Regions from separate parts of the Mus musculus genome. Here all the other regions are linked to region 3. The links are chromatin contacts, called in public promoter capture Hi-C maps. All regions are on one chromosome and are shown on one strand. Each heading gives the region's core, a stretch centred on a gene start, on an enhancer-like site or on the middle of the called end of the contact. The rest is flanking DNA. Distances are from core to core; before and after follow the strand shown. Region 1 holds the start of Map2k1 (mitogen-activated protein kinase kinase 1). Region 2 holds the start of Zwilch (zwilch kinetochore protein). Region 3 holds the start of Ppib (peptidylprolyl isomerase B). Region 4 holds the start of Dennd4a (DENN/MADD domain containing 4A).

Evidence for each region. Promoter capture Hi-C pulls out the DNA fragments that hold promoters and counts their contacts.
Region 1: a promoter capture Hi-C map of erythroid cells shows a contact between it and region 3, with 14 times the contacts expected there. The contact joins the promoter of Map2k1 here to the promoter of Ppib in region 3. A contact is called at or near these places in 2 of 39 promoter capture datasets (erythroid cells and pre-B cells).
Region 2: a promoter capture Hi-C map of erythroid cells shows a contact between it and region 3, with 9 times the contacts expected there. The contact joins the promoter of Zwilch here to the promoter of Ppib in region 3. A contact is called at or near these places in 2 of 39 promoter capture datasets (erythroid cells and pre-B cells) and 1 of 9 other capture datasets (liver).
Region 4: a contact with region 3 is called in a promoter capture Hi-C map of erythroid cells, with 12 times the contacts expected there. The contact joins the promoter of Dennd4a here to the promoter of Ppib in region 3. A contact is called at or near these places in 2 of 39 promoter capture datasets (erythroid cells and liver).

Annotation. Positions count from the first base shown.
Region 1 is chr9:64,252,081-64,256,835 of GRCm38.p6, reverse strand. Map2k1 (mitogen-activated protein kinase kinase 1) reads left to right here and starts at 3,231. Exons shown (of 11, transcript NM_008927.4): 1 at 3,231-3,623. The coding sequence starts at 3,544.
Region 2 is chr9:64,170,237-64,174,895 of GRCm38.p6, reverse strand. Zwilch (zwilch kinetochore protein) reads left to right here and starts at 1,965. Exons shown (of 19, transcript NM_026507.4): 1 at 1,965-2,078. The coding sequence starts at 2,005. Rpl4 (ribosomal protein L4) reads right to left here and starts at 1,509. Exons shown (of 10, transcript NM_024212.4): 1 at 1,463-1,509; 2 at 1-72. The coding sequence starts at 1,465.
Region 3 is chr9:66,058,275-66,063,117 of GRCm38.p6, reverse strand. Ppib (peptidylprolyl isomerase B) reads right to left here and starts at 2,949. Exons shown (of 5, transcript NM_011149.2): 1 at 2,718-2,949; 2 at 1,538-1,651; 3 at 36-129. The coding sequence starts at 2,852.
Region 4 is chr9:64,809,008-64,813,747 of GRCm38.p6, reverse strand. Dennd4a (DENN/MADD domain containing 4A) reads right to left here and starts at 2,737. Exons shown (of 35, transcript NM_001162917.1): 1 at 2,728-2,737; 2 at 2,162-2,408. Gm36459 (a long non-coding RNA gene) reads left to right here and starts at 2,333. Exons shown (of 3, transcript XR_379559.2): 1 at 2,333-2,421; 2 at 2,646-2,802.

The DNA.
Region 1 (4,755 bases), core at 1,982-4,481, 1.8 Mb after region 3:
GAAACAGAGAGGTGTTGGTCAAAGGATACAAAGAAACACATAGGAGAGATGACCAAGTCTGGACTTTGTTTCTTTGATATAGAATCTGAACATATTCTTTGTTGCCTTTGAGTTTGTGGGTACCTCCCTCTTTTTTTTTTTTAAAGATTTTATTTATTTTATGTATATGAGTACAGTGTAGCAGTCTTCAGACACACCAGAAGAGGGCATTGGATCCCATTGCAGATGGTTGTGAACCACCATGTGGTTGCTGGGAATCGAACCTCAGGAAGAAGAGTCAGTGCTCTTAATCACTGAGCCATTTCTTTAGCCCGGGTTCCACCCTCTTTAATGTTGGGGTTACAGATGTCGGCTACCATATCCAGCTAAGTGTAGATCTCTAGTATCTACTATGGGGACTAAATTGATAAAATTGGATGTGGAGTTTTTGCTGAGTAAGTAGATTTTAGCTGCTATTGTCATACTCTGTGAAAAGATAAATGCATTAATTTTCTCAACTATGGTAACCATTTTGCTATTTATATCTACCTCATAATATGTCTTAACTTTCAGATACAAGGTTTATTTAAAAAAGAAAGAAAAGCTAAATTTACTGATAGACACATTCCATTAGAACAGACATTTTCTTACATATTACATTTGTGTCTTCATTCTCTCACAGTGAGTCACCAGTATACGTGGTTGGCATGGTTCATATGATTGATTTAACAAGACCTTGGGTTGTCTAGGGGACAAGCCTCTGGGTGTGACTATGAGGGAGTCTCTAGCTAGGGTTAATTCAATTGGGAAAACCCACACTAAATACAGGTGACACTGTTTCATGGGCTGGGATCCATAACTAATTGAAAAGAAGAACAAGGGCTGGAAACTATTTCCATCTCTCTTGCTTCCTGACTTTGGATGCTGGGACCAGTGGCCTTATGTGCCGGCCACCATGGTTCCCTACCATGATGGATATGAGCCAATATAATCCTTTCCTTCTTTAAGTGCCTCTTGTTGGCGTTTTGTTACAGCTAAGAGGAGAGTAATGCAGTTATATTTAACATCCTAGTTATGTGACCAACCATGTTGTAGATAAACAACCTTTCATCTAAAATGCTAGGCCTTCCCCACCTGGATGTCTTGCTATCTGGAGGTGGAGGTATTTGGCAATGAGAAATACCCCTTCGGGCTTCCTCCCTGCCTGGAAGTTAAGTCTCTTGCCTCAGCTTTCAACAGCCTCCTTACCTTCGAGTTTCCTGTAACACCTGGCTCTGGAACACCCGGGGCAGATGCTTATCTGTTCCTTATACCTAGTGTCTTTAAGTCTGAGTGGTTTCAAAAGAGGAAGCTGGAATGTGTATTTTCAGAAATTTATTTTTGTTTTATATGTATTTGTGTTTTGCCTGCATGTACATATGTGCACCATGTGTGTGCCTGGTGCCCTTGGGGGTCAGCAGAGAATGCAGGCTCTCCTGGAACTGGAGTGGTGGATAATTGGGAACCATCATGCAGGTGCTGGATATGAGCCTGGGCTCTCAGCAAGAGCAACATGTCCTCTTAATCACTGAGCCATGTCTCCAGCCCCTGAAACTGCATTTTTTTTCTGAATATGAACTATTGAGCTATTTGATAAATTCACATCTTATGCTCCAACAACCATCACAGAAAGACAGGATAAAACAATATTTGTTTATCTTGATGCTGATAGACTAAATGGGAAGTTGGTAGACTAAACCTAGAGTCTTTAAGGGGTGGGCAAGATAGACAGTGTCTCATGTGGCCCAGGTTAGGTCTGAAACTTGCTAGGTAGAGGAGGAACTTGCTAGGTAGCCTTCTGATCCTCCTGCCTCCGTTTGGTCAGTGCATGCCCCTCAATACCTATTTATGTCCTGGTGATTAAAAAAAAAAGATTTATCTGATTTATTATTATCATCATTTTAATTTTTCTTTTTTTTAAGATTATTCATTTATTATATGTAAGTACACTGTAGCTGTCTTCAGATACTCCAGAAGAGGGAGTCAGATCTCGTTACAGATGGTTATGAGCCACCATGTGGTTGCTGGGATTTGAACTCAGGACCTTTGGAAGAGCAGTCGGGTGCTCTTACCCACTGAGCCATCTCATCAGCCATTTTAGTTTTTCACGACAGGGTTTCTCTGTGTAGTCCTGGCTGTCTTGGAACTCACTCTGTAGACCAGGTTAGTCTCCAACTAGGGATTTCCACCTGTTTCTGCCTACCGAGTGCTGGGATTAAAAGTGTGTGCCTGACTTTATTTTTAATGATGTTTGTGTGTGTTTGGGTATGTACACAAGAGTACATGTACCCTCAGAGGCCAGAGGCATGGTATCCACTACAGCTGGAAGTTACAGGTGGTTGTGAGCTGCCCAAACACGAATGCAGGGAACCCAACTAGAGTCCTGTTAAAGCAAGAAACACCCTCAACTTCTGCGCTAGCTGTCCAGGCTACTCCAAACTTGACTTTGCCAAAAGGCTTAGAAAACGAAAAAGAGGATATGAGATTGGATACATTTAGGTCGGCTGACCCCATTAATTAGACTTCAATCTGCTCTCAAAATAGGCTTCACTAATTTACCACCTCTGCAGCACGGAGTTCTCAGCTGTGTACCTCCATTTTAGTAGAATTAAAATAGAAAAATCATGTCAGTTTAGTTTAAGGAGTCTCTTGACAAGTTTTCTTTTATTTTGAGACTGGGTCTCACAATGTATCCCTGGCTGTGTAGACCAAGCTGGCTTCGAATGCGTACACATCAGCCTGCCTCTGCCTCTTGTACTGGAATTAAAAATGTGCACTCCTGGCTTTTGTTCAATTTAGTTTGCTCTTACTCAATTCCGCTTGGCCTCAGGACACGAAAAGGGGTCCTTTTCTTATTTATTTTGTACTTTTGTCTGGGTCAAAATGACCCAGCCCAAGGGAGGAGAAGAGTTGAGATAAATAGGCCAAGCAGCCCCACTCAAAGGCAAGATGACCTGCGTGCAAGAACCTCGTACAGCAGCCACCTGGATACCGCTGGTCAGCAGAGGGCGCCCGGAAAGCCTCCCTTTAACTCCGCCCCAAGCCAATGCGCCGCGCCTCCCGTGACGTATTTCCGCGTCATCTGCCTCTGAGGCTAGTCCCCATTGGCTGTCGGCGAAGCGACGGGGGCGGAGTCAGGCGGGCGTGAGGGAAGCGCTGCAGCCCCCGTGGGGGCGGGGCCTGCTCGTTTCCCCGCCCCTCCCTCACCCTCCAGTCCCTCACTGGGACGTCTGTGCGCGGCGTCTCGGAGCGCCGGAGCAGCGGTGGCCGCACTTTCTCCAAGCTGGGGCTGTAGCTGAGCTGTGGGTAGTGCGCAGGGAGCCGTCCGAGCCCGAGGAACCGGTGTGCTGAGGCGAGAGTTCCCGGCCGGCGAGCGCGCGCAGCTGGTTCTCCGCGTGGGTTGGGCGGAGGGTCCCAGGAGCGCGGCGTTGATCGAGCCGCCCCGACTCTGGGCAGAGCCGAGGGAGGAAGCGAGAAGCGGCCGCGCGCTCCCTGCTGAGTTGCAGGCTCTTTCCCGGCTGCAAGATGCCCAAGAAGAAGCCGACGCCCATCCAGCTGAACCCGGCCCCCGATGGCTCGGCGGTTAACGGGACCAGCTCGGCCGAGTGAGTACCGGGAGTGGCCGGGAGGCCGCCACCGCCAGGCGAGGCTTCGTCACGTACGGCCCGGCTGGCGGGGGGCGAGGAACTCCGGCCGCCGGGCTATCAGTGACTAAGCACTGATTGGGTGCCTGACTCACATCGACCGTGCACCCTACAAGTCCCGATCCCCCTCTTTCCCAACAGTGTCTGTCGTCCCTGGCCACCGACATCAATCTTCGCCCAAGAAAACGAAACCTAATGCGTCCCCCCCTAGCTATTGCCTAAAGGGCATACTCTGGGATTCTGGCCTGTAACAAGACGCAGAGCAAATTCAGGTCGCTTCTCATTAACCTTTGAGACCTCCTCGGGGTCTGAGTGTGGACTTGGGATGGGTGAGCCCCATTTACTTTTGGTGCCTGACACCTGTGGGGCCTTGTGGCCGGTTGATCGCCTGGCCAGCGGGGGCGTGTGTTCACAGATTTCCCCATGGCTTTTCCCTGGTTCACTTTGGGGACTCCCTCATCCGTGGCCTTTTTCTTGAGAAGTACCTTGCTCGAGGGAGGAGTCTCTCTTCATCTGTCCGTTCATGCAACAGTTCATCCCCTCACCGGTTATTCTCCCAGCTTTGCTTAGTTGACCGGGAGCCGGAAATTGACTTGAGGCATAAGAACGATGACCAGGGAAACAAAGCCAAAGGTTGCTCGGTATCTGCAGGGGCCAGTGTTGCTTACAGACAGATAAGAGTTTATTTCATAAGGTGGGTTTCTGAGCCCACCTGTTGGGTTTCTTCTTCATCTTTCCCTGAGGTCAGGAGACTTGAGAGGTATCTGATAAAATGAAAGTAGCTTCAGGCATTCTGTCCTTTGGAGATTATTGTAACCCCCCTCCCTCCTTTCCCTAGATTTTAATAACTCAGGACCTGTTGGTATGGTTACTGTCATTGATACCTGCAGTAGTATCAATGGCAGGGCTGGTAGTGGTGGATTTGTGTGAGCATAGCCAGATTATTAAGACTTGCTTCAAACACATCTTTTCTTTAGGTCCTTGACATTGCCCTTGACGTTGGATTTGTAACATATGTCTTTGAGCAGCATAATTAGCATTTGTTCAGTGTGTATGTACAGCAGTTTACCCCCTGTAAAACAGACTGCAAGTC
Region 2 (4,659 bases), core at 716-3,215, 1.9 Mb after region 3:
TGGCAAAGTGACATTCTTGCCAGATGACTCTCCCTTTTCGGAGTACACCGATATGAGGGGACGGGCACAAGCCTTGGAAGGAATAAAAAAAGTAACTAAAACAGAGGAAGTACCATCTCCTGTATTTGAAACCTAGATTTTAAAGCCCACATTATTAGTACTTGCAAACAGATATGACTCCCTGGGGACTAGGAAGGCAGGTGTTAACTGTGTGAGACAGGAAATACAATGCCAATAAAACCATATAATGTTATAATAATAATAATGGATTCACTTAAAAATAATCAAGAGTACTTATATTGACAACATTGGAGACACATTCATCCCATAATTAAATGTCAAGAGCTTGATATCTGGAGACAAATATGTAAATACAGAAGTAAAAGTCCCAATATTTGAGGCCATATACAGGCCAATCTGTGGAATCAGTTTGAGGCAAGTATTGCTTTGCAGGAGACCCCAAATTCAAGCAACACAGTAAACCACCACTGGGTTTATCATTTCAATAGTTTTACAGCAAAAGGACAACCTGAAAATCTATCAATTTTAATGAGAAACAAACTTGGAAGCAACATTATAAAAACTGTTCATAGATACTGTTTAATGAGGACATGTTAAATTAATTCTACCCTCACCAACTTCAGCAAAGCTGGCCTGCTCATTTATCCAATGTTCCAGACCCCTTCAAATTCAGAAACGTTTTGATACTCTGAAAGACTCTTAACTGAGGATTCCACCAGCACTTAGGTCTGACCTATTTCCCATGTGCCCTTCCAGATACTATACCATCTCTTCTACTATACCCCCCTTTAAGTCGTCTCACAATAGGACAACCTATCTAGTCGGTTTAACGATGAATCTAACAGTCTCCAAATTACTGTGGTCAGAACAACCTTAATCCATCTACAGATAAACATTCGTGGTAAAACAATATACTAATTACTACTGAAAACTCGCTTAAGATTCAAAGGTCTAGATTACATCATATAAAGTAACGAAGACATGCATTTCCAGAAATTGTCTTAAAGAGGTGAAGGCAATCTTCCTGGAAAGCATAAATTCAGATATCCTTCAGCCCTTTTCTTTGAAGACAATTTCTCCGGACTGAAAGCACATGACCCGCCACGGCCTGTGCGGAGTTGTCATCGGACGATCTCGAACCCCTGACAAGTCTCTGGCATCAAAACGCTCGGCTTCCAGCAACCCTGCTTAGAACTAAGCAAAGCTTAGAACTAAGAAAAGCTAAGATCCCAAAGGTTCCTCTACCATCCACCTGGCGCTGTTGCCCACGTTGCCTCTAAGATGGCTGCCTCAGCGCCCACAACTCAGCTCCGGCCAGAAAAGGTGCTAGGTTTCCTTTCCCTCGTCTCCTCTCTGCAGATTCCATGTTCTGAACCTTCGCCCTCCTCTATAGCCGCCCCCCAGACCAGGGGGAAGCCCAGTGTAGAAGACCTCCACTCACCATGACGGGGAGAGGAGAAGGCCACGCTCCTCTCTACCCGGCTGCTCCCACAGGAAAAGGAAAGACTTGTCACTTGTACTCTATATATCCTTCCACTCGTCTTCCGCATCCTGCCCCTTATCAAAATCAAATTAGAGACACGATCTATCTTTCTGCTACATGTAAAAATTTCAAAAGGTAATATTATTGCGTGACGTGTGTTAAAATTATGTATTCATTTTTTTTAAAGTTAAAAAGAGTGATTAGAAAGGAGGGACTCTTTTTCGCGGAATAATTCGTAACTCGTCACAACTCTCGCGAGAATTATCTTTCTCCTCATCCCGCCCACCCTCATCATAACATCTCTTTTAGTCCATTTTTTCCCCCCTAACAGAAATGGGAGACTTTTGGAATAGTAAATTGAGGGGATGCTCTACTAAATTAAAGCAATGTGTTAGCGTTGAGTACAAACCGAACTTAAAGCGTGAAGTAGTTCCGGCGGGGCGGGGTCATGGCCTCTGACGTCATTGTCTGGGCGCGCAGTTCAGTTTAACTTCTTAGCAATGGACGGAGGCCACGGCGGTATGTGGTCGCGAATGAACCGCGCGGCGGAGGAGTTTTATGCTCGTCTCCGGCAGTGAGTTGTGGTTGGGGAATGGGATGGTACTTGTCCCTCCCCTGCCGGTGGTGTTTGCCACAGCTGGCTGCCGGCTTTCCTGGACCTGGGATGTGAGAGGCAGCCAGGGCTCTGCGGAGGCCTAGGCTACTGCCGGCCTCCGGAGAAAACACCCGAGCTTACCCAAGGGAGGCAAGATGGCAAAGCAGTGTACGGATTGGACTGATGTACACGCTTCTAAGTAGAGGCTCCTGGGACACAGAGAGCTAGATGTCATCGGGCCTCAAGCTCAGAAACGGACAGAATCCGCATCGACCCTCCTCGGCAGCCTCCTGATGCCGAGATGAGAGGCGTGAGCCGTGCCACAAATTCACTGTGTTCCCTCAGTGAAATTCTGTCAACTTCTACATCCTGTGTGAAAATCTAAGTCAGCGACTCACATCAGAATCACCCACAGGGTTGCCAAAATATACATTGACTGGCTCAGCCTCTGAGATTTTTGATTTCGTAGGCCTGATGTGAAGACAAAAAACTTTAATTCTAGGTGCAAGGTGTTGCTAGTTGGGTATAGCCCATTAGTCTCTAAATGCTATCATTTTTAACTGCCATTATTGCCCCTCCTGTTTACAAAAGCAGTAATAATTTTTCACTACTACAGGAAAAGAACTAATGTGCTTTTGTTTTTTAAGATAGTTTCAGAGCCCGGCGTGGTGGCGCACGCCTTTAATCCCAGCACTCGGGAGGCAGAGGCAGGCGAAGTTCGAGGCCAGCCTGGTCTAGAGAGTGAGTTCCAGGACAGCCAGAGCTATACAGAGAAACCCTGTCTCGAAAAATCAAAAAAAAAAAAAAAAAAAAAAAAAATAGTGTCTCTGTGTAACCCTGTCTGTCTTGGAACTCAATCTGTAGAGTAGGCTGGCCTGGAACTCAGAGATCCGGCCGCCTCAGCCCTCAGAGTGCTGGGGGTCAAAGGCGGGAGCCACCACTGCCCAGCTAAAACTAGTGGGTTTTAGTGGTTGGGTTTTTGTTGTTGTGTTGTGTTTGTTTTTTTTTGTTTTTTTTTTTTTTGAGACAGGGTTTCTCTGTGTAGCACTGGTTGTCCTGGAACTCACTCTGTAGACCAGGCTGGCCTTGAACTCAGAAATTCACCTGCCTCTGCCTCCCTAGTGCTACGAATAAAAGCATGAGCCACCACGCCCAACAAAACTGATGTTTTTAAAGAAGCTAATGTCTTTGAGCTCAGGAACTTGAGTTGTTTTTAACTGTTGTGGTATTTTGCCATGGTGTTAAGTACTTTATTGTTTTAAACCCAAGATCTCTGAGTTTGGACTTGTAAACATCGTGGCCCGGTGTCCAATGTGCTGTCCTTACAGGCATGTACCATTATGCCCAGCTTTTGAGGTTCTGGAAATGGCTTCACACATTTTAGGCAAGCACTGTTATTCCCGAGTTATGTTCTCAGCTTCTATGGTTGTTTTATGTCTGTTTTATCACCTCCATTGATACAAATTTATTTAGATCCTTTATGCTTACTAATTCTTTCCTGGATGTTTTCATCTTTCCATGCATAAACTCTAGAAGTTTTCACTTACTGTATCCCTCTCCGTGCCTACTGAAGTTTCTTGGTGATCTCCAGGGCTTCACCACAAACCTAGGAAGAAATTACCATTCTTGCCGATGTGGCATTTAACTCCAGAATTCTTCAAGTTAAGAGTCCTAAACTTAAAAGACCAGCCAGCTTCTTTCTTTTCATCTTTCCCAGACTCCCAGCCACTTCTGTTGTTTTAATTCTTCGCTGAGGATCAGAGGTGGGGGTCTTGTGCATGCTAGACAAGTCTCGTTCTTGCCCATCTCCAGTGTTCTGTTTTGGGCCATAATCATGTCTCTGAAATGTTACAAGTGATTCACAGTTCCTGTCCTCTCAGAGTTCTCAGTACCCTATAACTGGTAGTTTACTCTACATTCATTCAAGACTAGTTTTGTTTGCTATCCCCAGGAACTAGCTAGAGTGTTTGATAAACAATTGCTGAATAACCAAGCAATATCTTGGGCCAGAGAGATGGTTCAGTAGCCACCAAACATGGCATGGGGCCCACATAGTGGAAAGAGAAAATATCTCACATATTGTTCTCTGACCTTGACAAATACACACATACCACACATACATACATGCTTAAATAAATATAGTAAAGAGTCTTGTGCAATATAACAAAAGTTGACCTATCAGGCTTGTTTTTTGTTTCTAGATCAATTAGGTCAAGTATCAGATCAAAAGATGCGAACTATTCTGATATAACTGTTGGGCTCTTTCAGTAACTAGAGCTACTTTCCCTATAGCTCAGGCTGGCAATACATTTTGGTAATTTATTTGAGTCGGCCAGTGTTTTATAATTTGTGTACTTTGAGATCACTACTAAATGCCTTATGAAGCAGCTGAGCAGTGAAGAGCAGCACTTCTAGTGATCCACAGCTCTCCACACAACTCCAGCTGTGGTGACTTCTGGTGATCCACAGCTCTCCACAACTCCAGCTGTGGTGAGAGGGTGCAGTGTCCTATTCTGGCCTCTAAAGTTACATGCTCACCCCAAATCCCTAATTAAAAGGG
Region 3 (4,843 bases), core at 1,700-4,199:
GTCAAGACTCTTCTGCTCAGAGGGCCTGAAGTTACCTCCTGTGCCATCTCCCCTGGTGAAGTCTCCACCCTGGATCATGAAGTCCTTGATGACACGATGGAACTTGCTGTTTTTGTAGCCAAATCCTTTCTGGAGAGAGGGAAGACAGGAAGGGAGAATGAGGCAAGAAGGGGATGGCAGACAGGCGTGCACAGCCTCGCCCACAGTGCTTTCTGGTATAGATGCAGCATTTAATGTACCAAGGGAGGGACCAGCCACTGCAGGCCAACACAGAGCATACAGATCTAGAGGTGGGGGAAGCAGATCTCTCTACTGTTCTTGAATAATGTAACCCAGGCCATGAAATGCCATTTTCCCTCTGTGTTCTCTTAAGAGGTCTGGGGATATATCTCAGCCAGCAGTGTTTGTCCTAGCAGGAACACAGTCCTGGGTTCTACCCTTAGCACGGTATAAGTTGAGTGTGGTGGTGTGTGCCTGTTATCCCAGCACTCAGGAGGTAGAGGGAGGCATAATCAGAGGCTCAAGGTCACCCCTGGCTACAATCAGGTTCAAGGTCAGCCAGGGGCAGCATAAAACTGTCTCAGGAAAAACAAAATAAAACAGACAAGTTAAAATACAGAATTAATTAAACAGAATATATGTTTCCTTAAAAATTCCTTGTCATGGGCTGGTGAGGTGGCTCAGTGGATAAGAGCACCTGACTGCTCTTCCGAAGGTCCGGAGTTCAAATCCCAGCAACCACATGGTGGTTCACAACCATCCCTAACGAGATCTGGAGTGTTTGAAGACAGCTACAGTGTACTTACATATAATAAATAAATAAATCTTAAAAAAAAAATTCCTTGTCATATTCTTGGATCAAGTTCCTTGGACCCTTTTATTCTTTTTTAAAAACTGCTAACTCAGCTATGTATGTAGCGGCACAAGCCTTTAATCCCAGCAATTAGGAATCTAGGCTAGCCTGATCTAAGAGCAAGTTCCAGGACGACCAGTGTTAACCAACTCACTACTTCCCCCTCCCCCCCCCAAAAGCTCTTATTCCAAAACTTGTCATATCACATGGTCTAAGAACATTCAAATAAAAACTCAAAAAAAAAAAAAAAAATCAGATGTTAAAGTTTACTCTCTAAACATTGCAGCCACACAGTACCATGTTTGTCTATGTTCTCTCTAACATAAAACCACGTTAACACTTCAGTAGCCGCCACACCATTTGGCAGAGACAACTGTGAGGCTGCCAGATTTAGCACTGTGGATTATTATTCTATTATGACTAGCTGTAGGAAGCAGCAGGGGTTGGAAGAACCAGTCCAATCTCTGGGAAGTGCCAAACTGGGCAACTGAGGCTCTGAGTAAGTCACCGCAGTTCCAGGGCCTTCTCCAGAATTAAAGACTGGACCCCTTTATTCCCACTTAATATACAAAAATATCTCATCCTCAGGGAAGCCAGCTAATGAAGTCTGTCTACCACTACACACGGGCCACACTCTGAAGCCCCAGCTGCTCCCATCCCTACTGTGTGGGGTTAGCCACTTACCTCTCCTGTAGCTAAGGCTACAAAATTATCCACTGTTTTTGGAACAGTCTTTCCAAAGAGTCCAAAGACGACTCGTCCTACAGATTCATCTCCAATTTGTAAATCAAAGTATACCTAAGGAAAGTGAACAAGTCCAAGCTTAGCCTTCACAGGGGCCTTGGTAGAGGAGGGCCTGAGGAGTTACCCCATGAGTGAGAACAAAGCCTAAAGCTGTGGCTGAGTAGGGCAAAACCTTTGTACAAATCCAACAAACAGGCTGGAGAAACAGCAGCTGTTAAGAGCATCTGCTGCTTTCCCAGACCCTAGAGCTTCTGTTCTCAGCACCTAGATGGTGGCTACAACCATCTGTACACTTATGAAAGCTCTAGTAGTCTCCAACCCCAGTACTAGGGAGTACGAAATGGTGGGCCACTGCAGATAAGCCGTCCACCACTGAGCTAATAACCCCAGTAATTAATCTTGCTAAATTGTAGTCTCCCTCAAGTAGCTGGGAGTAATATATGCCACAGCACTTGGGTCCACCCCAAGAAAGGATTACAGACTGCCTTATGGCTTAGAGGAAAATTCGGTTGCGGCCAAGCCTGAAGACCAGAGACCAACGTGAATGGACTCCTGCAAACTGTCCTCTGACCTCTACGGTTGCACTGTGGTACCCGAGTCCCTCTCCCTACTAAGTAAATAATGTAACATTTTTTAAAAGTTTTCGTTCTCAAGACTATAGAATAGCAATCTGTGCTCTTTAAATGATTCCAGATTATAGAAACATACATTAAAAGGGGGACATACACAGGGAGATACACTGTGCTTGCAAGTTTAACTATATTTACTGTGTGTGCTACAAAACACACTAAACTGGAGAGACCATAGTAAAAGATTCGGCAATTCTGATCCATCACCATTTCCCAGCAATGCAGGGGATGTGCAAAGGGACCGTCCTAAGGATGTCCGTGCTGGCCGAAGCTGGGCATCCTGGGTCAGGGCGGGGGGCTGGGGGAGTCTGGGTTATTCTCTAGTCTGAGTAGATAGGGCGAGCCTGGCTTCAAGAGATCAAAGTCGACCCAAGGAAGAACTGAACAAGAACAAGGACGCTCAGGTCGGAACTACTGGGCCAGACCCGCTCCGGCTTGAGCCGGACCTAAGGCGGCGGAAGGCAGGCCTCGCTGGTGAGGGGAGCCCAGACCTTGACTGTGACTTTAGGTCCCTTCTTCTTATCGTTGGCCACGGAGGGTCCGGGCAGCAAAAGGAAGACGACGGAGCCCACGATGAGGGCGGCGGCGAAGAGCACCTTCATATTGCGCTCCGAGAGGCGCAGCATCCACCGGCAGCAGCAAGAGCGGTCGGGCAGCCCGGACCGGAAAAGGGTGTGGACGCGCAGCGTGCGCGTGGCCGCCCAGGCGTGGGGTGGACCCGGGGCCGCGGGCGGTCTCGTAGCGCCAGGAGCGCGCCACGTTCTCCCTGCGCAGCGACGCCGAGTGGTAGGCGCTGCCGGGGGCGGGGCTGCGGGTGGCTGCCACGTTACAGCCCTCTGATTGGGTATGTCAAGGCGGTGCGCAAAGGCAGCGTTGGGATTGGTATCAGAAAGAGAGACTACGCACCCCAGCGTGCCTTGCGACCCCACCTGCCCATCCAACTTTCAGACTTTTGTCACGGCGTGCAAAGACCAGTCGCTGCCAAATTTGGAGGTGGTCTTCAGAAGACTGGACACACTTAACCTTAGTACTAGGGGTTGAATTTAGCGGTTGAGCGTTACAGCATAGCCTTCTATATCTTCTATAATGCCTTGCTTGGGGACCGGGCGTAGTGGCTCACACCCGTCATCCCAGCACTGGGCAGGGTGAAGTAGGATGGTAAAAAGTTCAAGGCCAGCCTGGGCTACAGAGTGACTACTAGTTCTTTTTGGACTAGAGTGAGACCTTGTCTTAAAACGAACACGACCAGTCATGGTTGCACGTCTCTTTAATCCCAGCACCTTGGAGGAAGAAGCAGAAAGATTTCTGTGAGTTTAAGGCGGCTTCTATGTAGTTAGTTTCTGGCTATTAAGCATAATATAGTAACACCTATGCCCGAGAACAAAAAAGGGGTGGAGTCGAGGGGTGAAGAGATGGCTCAGTGTTAAGGTTCTTGCTCCACAATCATGAGGACCTGAATTTGGACCCAGCTCTAAAAGCAGATCATGGCCATACTTTATGACTCTAATCCTAGTGCTGTAGTGGTGCTGGACATAGGCGGGTCTGGTAGCCTTGCTTGCTTCCAGACTAGTTCTTTGATTGAGGTAGAGATCCTGTCTCAAAATGAAGGCCCAGAATGATAAGAGCTCTACACATAATGTGCATGCATTACACACACACACACACACACACACACACACTGCTTCCATTTTTAGTTTTTACTAATTTACTACTCATCTTTGTCTTGGAATCCTGTGCTTAACTGCTGTGTGCGCCTATGAAAGGATGCATTCTGTTGGATACTTTGGTATTTATCTTTTCCTTTTTACAATGTCTCATTGCATGTGAGTGGGTAGACACGTAGTTACCTGCATGTGGAGGGAGTTTATTCTCTCCTTACATCACAGGGACTCTGAGGGTTGAACCCATGTCCTTTGGCTCAGAGGCAGCAGGCAACTTTACTGAACCTGAGTTATCCTACCGGCTCCTGGTGTTAAATTTCTTTTCTTCGCACTTTGTTTTAGGAGAATGAGCCCTTGCTGCACATAGTCTTTACATAGCTCCCCTAGCCTGTCTCCAGGGCTCGGTGCTCAGCAGGTATTGGTTGGGGTGGCTTCACATTAACATAGAAGTGGAAAATAACATATACAAAGGTCTGTGGCTGACTGCCTTTTCTTTTTCATAGCTGCAGGTGCTTCCATGGGCTGTTTTCGGTTGTAACACACACTTGGTGTTGCTCCATTCTATAGTGCACACACTTTGGCGTTTGGAGTCTTACACTGTGCTGATTCCAGTGATATTTACCCTATAGGCTCGGGCATTTGAATGCTTGATCTCCAGTTGTGCTGCTGTTTGGGCAGGCTTAGAAGGTGGGGCCTTGTTGGAGGAAGCTCATCACTTGGTAGGATATGAGGTTTCAAAGCCCTGCACTATTCCTAGCTAGTGTTCTGCTTCCTGCTTCAGGTTCTGGATATGAGCTCTCAGCTGTTCCTGTTGCCAGGCAAAGAGGCAAGAATAAAACTCAGCTCGGCATGACCTAGCCAGGCTAGTTCGACTTTCTGGGGTCTGACACCAACCAGTGTAGGTTTTTCATACTTGAGTAAAACCTTGGGGGGAAAAGTTTCCTTGTGACAGCTAT
Region 4 (4,740 bases), core at 1,488-3,987, 1.2 Mb after region 3:
CCTTAGAATCTCCTTCTATTACCTCTGGCAGGAAAGGGTGAAATTCTGAAAAGTTAAGTCCCTGATGTGGGAGAAAGCAGAAATAGCAAGTCCATTTTCTTGCTGGAGACACTCATGTTTATGGCTGACAGTCATGAGGCACCAATATACACCAGAATGAAGGGTCTGTAACATAACAATCAGCTCTATGTTTAGTGATGGGTATGAAAAACTACGCTTCCCATAAGCAGAGGGCTTAAGATTCTGCAAACAACTAAAGGCAATGCAGTTTGTATCATGCAGGAAGAAAATAGCTTTCTTCTTTGTTAAAATGTTTACTGTTTTCTGAATAAATTAATATGAAGTGCTTTGTCCCTTCCAATAATCTTCCAATTACACTAAATATTATTCAAGTTGCCGAAATAGGACAAAAGTTCCAGGAACTTTAGAATCAATGAGCTGCTGGTAATTCCAATGGAAGAGCTCAATCAGCACCAGCTTTCTGGCTCTCCTGCAGGGATAGAAAAGTTGTACTCCTTCACCAAACTTCAAAAATGGAAACTTGTGCACTTAAGCTTGAAATGCAAGCCAAAATTTGCTCATTTTTATCCCTAATATTAAGCTGGTGTCAAGATCAATTAACTTCCCTCACAAGCACATTCTTTCAAAATTCCACAGCAAAGTAGAATGTTTAATCATTGGATGGTGGGGGGGGGGAAGAATTATGTAACACATATAGAATGATGGTGGTAACTATATGTTATTCTAGACTCTTGCTGGGAGCTGCAGTTCAAAGGGAGTTTGTAAAAATAAAAAGCTGCCTCAAACGATTATTACGTCTCGCCCAAACAAAACAAAGCCCCATAAAAGAAATCAAGTACAATTTTAAGTTCAATTAGGGCTCAGATCAGAAATTCTATTCCTTTTTTTTTTTCAGAAGCTGTATCTCAGAACTACTGTAAATATAAACTGATCAATTTGCCCAAGAATCCTTACTTATAAACTAATCTTGGGTTCCCCCTGAGACTCCTCTTTATAGTAATCTCAAATGCACCACAATAACTTAGTGTAACCTGGGCTACGATGTTTACAGGTGTCTCCACCCCCTTCCTCCAAGGAAAGAGGAGGTACAATGGGTGGGCAGAAAACAGATTAAGGCTGTATATACACTAAAGATAATCTTGTGATAATGTAATATTGTTTATTTTACTTTTGGGCTACCCTTTTCATTCATATCTAACACACTTAAAAGAACAATATACTCACAGAGTGACACAATTCCTGCCCTCCCATGTCTCTCTGGCTGGCTGACACCCACTTTCCCCTCAGATAAATACAAGCCTGTTGACTGATGCCTGTCCTGTTTTGCAAACAAGAAATAACTGTCCTATAAGACAAATAAAAACCGTCTCTACCGCTCTGAGGCCAACCATTCGTCTGAAGGAAAAGCACACTGGAGCAGCAACATCCAAGTTTCCCTTTACGTCCTGTCATTTAAAAGCACCATAAAAGAGATGTCGCTGCGACCCAATTCTAGGTCACAAGCTTTTTTGCCCCTTCTCCCCCTGCCCCCTCCTTCGTCTTTCCCCTCTAGAAAGAGATAAACTTCAAAAGGAGTGGTGATGACCAAGAATTGCGCGCGCGTGTGCACAGACACACACACACACACACACACACACACACACACACACACACACACACACACTGGTCAACTTGGACGCTGGCCGGGCTCACGTGGAACCTGAGCCCCAGCCGGGCCCCGGCATCTGGACTGAACAGCCGCGGGAAAGCAGCCCCCGCCGCGGGTTTGAAACCCAGAGCAGGTGGGATTCCGGGAAGCAACCTTACGTAACGAGCTTGTCAAAATCCCAGCTTCAGGACCTCCCCACCGTCCGCCCCCGCCCCATCACCCCAACAACAACAGCCCCAGGCCAGCACCAAATGGCCAGTCCGGAGGGACCCCCCCGGTGTCCCGCGCTCGTTCCCACACGGAGGCGCGCGAACGCCATCGACAGCATCTCGCCATCCTCCGGGACGGCCAGAGCCCCTCCTAGCAGCTGCCCGCGCCTAGCGGCCCTCCAAGTCCTATCACCCGGCTCGGCGTCCCCCTGCCAGTCACCTCCTCAGGGCCGTGACAGCTCCCTATGCCACCGATGCCCACGCCGCCGCCCCCGCCACTCACCTCCCCGCCGGCCCCCGCGCGAGCACCGGGAAGAGCCTGAGATGCAGAGTCTGATCCCCTCATGCGCGGCGGGCGGGACACGAGGGGGCTGAATGTCGCGGCGCTTGCAGCCAGCTTAGCTCATCTCCCGGCCCGGCGCTCCGCCCAGCCGTCTCAGTCAGACGGGACTCCCCCTCCCCGCGCGGTCGCCAAAGCCTCCGCCTCCTTCCTCAGCACCAGCCGCCGAACCCGCCGCGGCCGGCGCCATCTTGGGAGTGACGGTAAAGACATGGGGGCGGGGACTATGGCAACAAAAACCAATCACAGGCCGAATCTGACCCGAGGGGCAGGAATGGGCCGAGCTAGGGGGTGGGTCGTGGGGGGAGGGGACTAACAAGGGTCCCGCAAGTGGGCGGGCCGCTGGGTGGGGCTGTGGGCGGGGTGGGGCCGGGCTGGCTGGTGACGGCGAGTGTAGCTGGGGAAACGCGTCGTGGTTCCCCTTCAGGTTGGGAGATTCCGAGCCCCTGGCGAGTAAGAACAAGGCGCACTGTACCTTCCTCTTTCACAAGCATCCAGCTATGGCCAACAGACCTGCTTCTTCCTTCCCGGCACTGCTGCTTGGTGCAGTGGTCTGAGCTGAGATCCGCCCACCAAAGTCACTGGTATTCTGCAGAAAACCCCCTAAGCGGTTAGCAACCACCAGTAGCTTTCAGTCCCGAGACAGAGGTCAGGGAAAAGGGGGAATTCAGAGGGGTTCTCTGAAAAGCGCGTTGATAAAACAGCTATTGTTGATTGAAAGGGTGTCCATTACATTGATTAATTGGATATGGCCTACTTAAACTAGACTGCAGGTCTACTGTTAATGGCTATTGGCAAGATGCCTTTGAAAAATGTGGATAATAAAGGTTGATTACCTCTACAGAGTTACTCAGAAATGTAAAGTGTATGCCTAAAAAGTATTGAATAATGTTAGCTGGAATTCTATGAACAAATGAAGGAAGAAATAGGACCTTTTAAAAAAAAATTCCTCTAGGTTGAAGTTAATCTATGCAAAACAGGCTTCATCTTTATTGCCAACCGAGATTACAGTTTTATTTTATACCTCCACTCCTTCTCTTGGACTCATTCATCCAGACAATATTGTTGGAAAACCCAGCAGGGCTGACACACAACAGTCAGGGAACCAGAAAAGGTCTGCTTTGAGGGAGTTGAGGTCTAGTGGGAGAAGCTCAACAACAACAACAACAACAACAACAACCAAATATATTTAATGCTTGGAGAAGAAACATAAAAGTTCTAGGAAGAATTCTAGGTAGCAGATAACAGGGTGGTTTTTGAAACCAGAGTGATCAAGGCTGTGCCTCTCTGAAGTGCAGGAAGAAGCCAGTAATGGAAGAAAGGCCCCAGAGAATTGAGTAAAGCAAAAAGATCATGCAGAGAACCTGCAATAGGGAGGAGCTTGGCTTTTAGAACTGCGAGGAATCTGTGTTGATGAGAAATGTATTTTGCCTGGAGAAGCCTTCCATTAGATTAGAGAGGGAGTTGAGAGCTCCGTTGTATAGGGCCTAGAAATACAAGACTATCCTTAATTCTAACTGCAGGCCGAAGCCACTGAATGGCAAGTAGGGAACAAAGCAGCTGGGAACAGTGAGTGGTACTTGAAGAATGGCATCTATATTTATATTCTAGACAACATATGGACCAGAGAACCTGATTGAGAGGGTTTGTTTTTTTTTTTTTAAATCTAAGTTTGAGTCTCTTCAACACTGAGTTCACCAAATATAGTTCAAATTGTTTAAAAAATGTGTGGGCATCACATTATATTGTGTAGATAAAAATACACTAATTTCACTGAAAATTATTAAATAATACCATTGTTGATCCCCACACCCTCCCCCCCCCCTTTTTTTTTTTTTGTTTTGCTTTTCCGGGACAGGGTTTCTCTGTTCAGTCCTGGCTGTCCTGGAACTCACTCTGTAGACCAGACTGGCCTCAAACTCAGAAACCCGCCTGCCTCTGCCTCCCAAGTGCTGGGACTAAAGGCGTGCACCACCTCTGCCTGGCAAAAACTGAAGTCTTTTAACCATCCTCCCTACTGACGTCAGCCATGATGTTTTCCTCTCCAATGTGAGGGCATAGCTATCTGCCAATCAGTGATTGCTAGAGAGAGTCTATATCATGAAGCAAACATTGGGGGGCAATGGATGTGTTCACTATCTTGATTGCACAATGGTCACAAATATATACACATATGTCAAAGTTATTAAGTTGAGGGCTCTAAATACATGCCTCCTTTAGACCTCAATAACACTACTTAGACGCTTCTACCTTTTCCTCCTCTAAGATAAGCCCACTCTATAGCTCAGGCTGGTGTCAGATCCATTACAGTTCTCATGCCTTCCACCTTCTGAGCGCTATGATGGCAGCTTGTGCCGCCACACCCACTTTCTACAGCGATGGAAGCAGGAATTGGTGCATGCTAGGCAAGCGCTTAAGCAATTCTCTGCTTTAAACAAACATACAAACAAATGTTTTAAGGGTTCAATTGGGAACTCCTGGCTTTTTCCACTGGCCCTAGACTTAACCACTAATTGGTTTGA